Regions from separate parts of the Gossypium arboreum genome. Here region 1 is linked to region 2. A link is a contact called in public Hi-C data. All regions are on one chromosome and are shown on one strand. Each heading gives the region's core, a stretch centred on a gene start, on an enhancer-like site or on the middle of the called end of the contact. The rest is flanking DNA. Distances are from core to core; before and after follow the strand shown.

Region 1 (2,816 bases), core at 79-2,578, 200 kb before region 2:
TCAACAATGCTTCATTTAGTTCATCAAAAAATACAAACAGCATATATGATAGGTGAATCTCTTAAAAATATTTTAACACAAGTATCAATTGGTCTGACGAGACAGTCCTCATTTGAATAAGATGAACCAAAAAAATGGAAAACTGAAGTTCAGTTAACTACCCTGGCCATTTTAATAAAGAAAAAGACTCTAATGCATTAGAATGTACAAAGAATTTCATCCTGCCTATTGATGTGGTCAATCACATTTACTTTCCATTCAATAACTAGAATACTTCAGGCTAGCTAAAGAAAATTGAATCTTTATAAGATTAGAGAAAAAAATAGTACGGAACAAACGGTTCAATCCATGAGAGTATAGAACTCTTCAATTAGAGAAGCTTTCAGCACATACCAACAAGATAATCCTCCAGGTCTAAAGCAAAATCCGAATTGTTCACTGCCAAAACAACCAACTTTCTCATTTGTCTTCATTAGCAAATACAAAAATTACTCGTAAAACCGAATAAATATTCATTACTGAAACATACATCCAAGTTTTTCCTCAGCTTCAGTATGCATAAGCAGATTTCCAGTTTCCAACCAATGCATAAAGGCAAGCAAAGAAACTACCATTTGAGTTTCACTCCTCCAATCCCCATGATACCTAAACACAGTAACACACCCGAACACCACATCAAGAACACAAAAATTTCTACTAAAATAAAATTTGAAATTAACCAAAATCTCCAATGAATCTCACCTGTAATATTGTCCAGGGCATTCCCTAACAACTTCAGCAAGTTTATTGTAAAGACCCTTTAGTACGTTAATCTGAGAATTTGCCTTCTGCAAAACCTCTGTTGATATAAACATATGCGTAAAAATTATAAAATAGGTAATATTCCAAAAACCATATAATTTGAAGAAGCAAAAGAAGAATGTTACCGGGAATTGGTTTAGATTGGTGAACGAGGAGGAGGCTAGCTTGCATGAGCCTAGTCGCCGACTCGATTTCCAGAACGACGGCGCGTATGCGTTCCCGTAAGCTGCCAGAATCTTCAAGCTGGACTCGGAACTTCTCGAACTGTTTCTCCAGAGAAGGAGAGGTTTGCGGCGAGTCGTAATCACCGCCGGCCATGAGAGTGGCGCAGAGAGGGGAACGAAAGGGATGGTTTCTGGAAAGGACAGAGGGAAGCGAAGGAAAAGTGGAAATGAAGGGAGCAATTTGAAGAAGTGAGGGGTTAGGGTTTAAGGAGTAGCGAGAGAGAGTGAAGTAGTAAGCGTTCCGTAACGCTGATTTCATAATTTGAAATTTGTTCACTTTATTTTATCATTTTATGTTTTTTATATATGTGCAGTGCGGTGTATTCCACACCCTACCATTAAACTTTCGCACTGAAAATCAAATCAATTTCTGATCATTTGATCAATCAGTGATGATAAAGTCGGTCCATTTCGTTAAATAAATATTCTAATATTAAATACACTTGAATAAGTAAAGTGAAAAATTTTATTTTTAGTAGGGGTGAGCGTTAAATCTGATCGAATTGAATGGAAAAAGTTGAGTTAATTGAGTTGATGAATCCTATTTTATCATCCTAATTTGATTTAAAATTTTTTCGAATCGAATCGAGTAAGATGGAATTCGAATCAAATCAAATAGTAAATTAAAAAAATAAATTTGTCCACCATAATGTTATTAACTTCCATCCATCCGTAATTTATTTATTAGTCTTTTATATACTTGTCACTATTTTGGTTATTTAGTTATTTCAATTATCTTCGATAAGTTATTTTAAAGATAAAATATGAAATTGATACAAACATAAAATATTTAACATGAATATTTTATGGCATTATCAATAATTCAATTTTAACATATTAATAAAGATTCATCATGATTAAACAATTTAATAAATAAATAATACAAAATGTGAAACTTAATTCAATAACATAAATAGTAGATATAAATTCGAAAAAAAATTTAGGGTTTAAGAGAAAGCAAAAGGAAAAAAGATAGGGATTTGGAGAAGTAAAAGTTTTGGAGAGAAAGTAAAAGAAAAAAATAGTTCAGGGTCTGGGAAAAGTAATTTTTTTATGGGGAAAAAAATTTCAGGGGTTGAGGAAAAATAAAAGGGTTTGAGTGGGGGCGGGGGAAGGGAGTAAAACGGTTTAGTATTTGGCTTATTCGAATTAAAAAATTTAATTTGATTTAAACTTGAAATTCGAAAAAAATTAAGTTGATTCAATTAACTCAATTAATTCAATTCGAATAATTCGAATTTTTTTTTCAATTTTTTTAATCGAATCGAATTTTACTCACCTTTAGTTTTTATCATACCACAAAAGGAAATCCATCAAAGATTAAGGCATTTGCACCTCTAATGAATAAACCATCGCTGCCACGGCCCCCGGGCAAATGTAGCATTTGCTTATCAAAGGAAGCATCTAATAACACTATACAGAGGCGGGCTCCATGAAGTAGTCGAATATTCAAGGCGCTGATTGAGACAAAACATTCTCCTCAGTCTTTAGAGACTCAAAAAATCCTCCAAGCATCACTCCAAATTTGTATGGGGTCAGTATTAATGCTTTCAGACATCCATAAATTCCAACTCTATATTTCTCAACATACCCAAGCTGTCATACTTGTGGTCGAGGAAGACCCAAAATTTAGAAATTGCTCATTTGTCTCAATCCATCAGTTAAAAAAGCTAGAGAAATCAATATTTGTAGGATCATAGTGAAGCGAAGATGCTCTCCAAACCGCTTTTGCAATTCGACAGCCAAACAAAATATGCTCAAGAGATTCAACCTCATCATTGTATCTTGGAC
Region 2 (2,842 bases), core at 69-2,568:
TTTGTTTGGTTTATTTTCTGTTGGTTTCACTTGTTGGACTTACTGTTTGTTTGTTTAAATGCAAGCCCAATTCCTTTTAAAAAAAAGTATGGTATTGTTTTTTTTTTTAAGGGTGAACTACACAAATAGTCAATTAGCTATTAAAACTTTTTTATTTTAAGTATCCAAAATAAGAAGTTTGTAATTTAAGCACCCACGTTACATAGTTTAATAATTTGGTCACTCTTGTTAAAATCACAAATAGCAAGTTGACGTGACAGTTAAAAAATCGATATAATAACAAATTTAGTCCTCAACTTTTACATGTTATAGAAATTTAACCATAATTTTAAAAAAATTAATCCTTAAAATTTACAAATAATCTCAATTTGATCCTACTTCTAAAAATAAAATACATAAATATTTTTAAAATATAATAATAAATTTAAATTTTATATTAATATTAGTATTAATATTAAATAAAACAAAAATTCTCCCATCCTCGTCCCTCTTCTCTCTTGCATCGGACCTCCCCCACCATTGTCCCTCCCATTTTTTAAGCAACCAAGAATGCCTCTTGAAGAATGTAACTTGGTTGCTATTAACATTCACTATACTCATTATCTCTATTTTTCTCTACCTATATTTTTTCTCTTCTCTGTTTCTTCTTAGAAAAAGGAAAAACAGAAAATAAGAGGCGAAAAAATCTCCCAAAAAAAGTTATTTCAATTCCATCTTTGAGAGACAAAATAAAAAGACTAACAACTTTTCATCGCCTTGAGTAGGGGTGAAGGGAAAGGAGACAAGGACGGTGGTGGGGGAGGTTTGAAGGGAGAGAGCAACGGGAGTGGGGGATTTTATTTTATTTAATATTAATATAATTATATTTATTTAATATTAATATAAATATTTATATAAAATATAAATTTATTATTATATTTTTCAAAAAATATTTATGTATTTTTATATATTTCTTTAAATTTTTAGAATTAAGATCAAATTGAGATAATTTATAAATTGAGAGTTAATTTTTAAAATTATAACTAAATTAATATAATATGTAAAAATTTAAGGCTAAATTTATTATTATATTGATTTTTGTAATTGCCATGTCAATTAATCGCTTATAATTGACCAAAATAATTAACATAAGTACTTAAATCATAATTTTTATTTTATTTTGAGTACTTAAAATGAAGATGATGTATAATTTACAATTGTCAAAATAAAATAAACAAATTATTGCAATTTTCATGCAACTCGTAAAATGTTTGAGTTTACTAGCAAATCCAAATGTGGATACAAATATAAAAACTTGAATAAAAATAAGATGAGGTACCTAGTATGATGTTGATGTGAATATGAGAGAGGACGGAGTTGGACTGTTTTGGACCATTTTTAAATTGTATTTTCTCTTTTTCCGAATAACAACCATTTTAAATTGTTAATTGAAATCTTAGGCAATAAAATTGATTTCAAGGCAAAGGTCAGAACCGTCAAATTCGCAGCAACCTAAGCAGATCAAATTCGCAGCCCTAGATCTCGTAATTGCTCCAATTAATGGAAGGATCTCAAACACTTCATTTTGCATAGTTTTCAACTCAAAAACCAATTATTCGCCGGTCTCCTTTAAAAATTCAGAACAACTCATTAAATGGAATTAGAAGATGCCGCTTAAACTCAACGGAATATCACGTCCGCTCGAAACTCTGATCCAACGGTTGAAAGGGCCATCCGTACGGAATCGGATCGGGACTTGCTTGTCTTTTTAACGCCCGCGGGAAACAACAATTTGTTTATAAATACGTCAAAATGAAGCTGTTTTAGCTTTTTCCCCTTTTTTTATTTATGTATTTTTTTTTCGTTTCAAAAAATTCAACGTTCGATCGTTATCTTAAGTCACTCGTGTACTCCATTGTTTCTTGTGAAATAGTTCCTTGTTTGCTTTTGTGTCTTGTTTTTTCCTTTTGAAACTAAAGTTTCAACCTTCCTGGTTTGGTGAGTACTGTAAATTCCAGATCTTTTTTTTATTGTTTTGATTGAATGGACTTGGAAATGATCACCTATTTCTGGGTTTAATTCGTATTGTTTATTAGTGTTTTCTGAATTCTGGGTTTTTTTCTTTTTCATGTTTTTAGGTTGCTTAATGATAAAGTTCGGATTTTTTCTTTTTAATCCTTGTGTTTCTATGTTTGATCGGCTACATCAAGTTTTCATTTGAATCGACGTGTTTTTTTTTTTTTTTGGAAATTTTGAGTTTTGTGCTTTGTGGTTTCCATGGTTTTGTATATGTTATGAAATCGTGTGTATGAACTGTAAATTATATCCAGGCATAAGAGAAACCTTAAAGAATTAATTGTCGTTTTCGTCATTAAATTTTCAGTAGTTTATTCAGAAATGAAACTCTAAGTGGAGAGCATCTTAGAATTGGATCTAGATCAAAGTGTAAATAAAGAAAGTATTTTTATCTAATTTGACTTCGACAATTTTTTATTTATTATCTTTTAAGATGGTTGCTTTAGGATAGAATAGAATTGATTCCACCGGTAAATTTAGAGAGCTAACATTTTTATTCTGTGGTGCAATGAAAATCCACTAAAACAAACTTTTTTAATGTAGTCCTTTTTGTTGCCTTTATTACAAAGTTATTCTTATTTGGGGTTTTGTCTGAAATGAAAAGAATATCTTTCTCATAACTCCTTTTGGGTTTCTTTTTAGACAAGGTGGTCTTGATTCTTAACTCATTATCAATAGTGCTTACTTTTTTTAAAGATATATTTGAAGGAGAAGGTATCCTCAGATTGAAGAAAATAAATTGATACTTCATCATTTGTTTATTTACAGAATTTTTAGTATCTTTTTG

Evidence for each region. Hi-C and Micro-C count contacts between places; a contact is called where the count stands out from the background.
Region 1: a Hi-C map of leaf shows a contact between it and region 2, with 2.3 times the contacts expected there. The contact joins the promoter of LOC108467934 here to the promoter of LOC108460582 in region 2. A contact is called at or near these places in 2 of 5 Hi-C or Micro-C datasets (both in leaf).

Annotation. Positions count from the first base shown.
Region 1 is chr4:98,458,196-98,461,011 of ASM2569848v2, reverse strand. It overlaps LOC108467934, which reads right to left and starts at 1,328. Exons shown (of 7, transcript XM_017768763.2): 1 at 927-1,328; 2 at 742-838; 3 at 530-645; 4 at 394-438. The coding sequence starts at 1,284.
Region 2 is chr4:98,257,421-98,260,262 of ASM2569848v2, reverse strand. It overlaps LOC108460582 (OVARIAN TUMOR DOMAIN-containing deubiquitinating enzyme 10-like), which reads left to right and starts at 1,318. Exons shown (of 11, transcript XM_053027385.1): 1 at 1,318-1,977.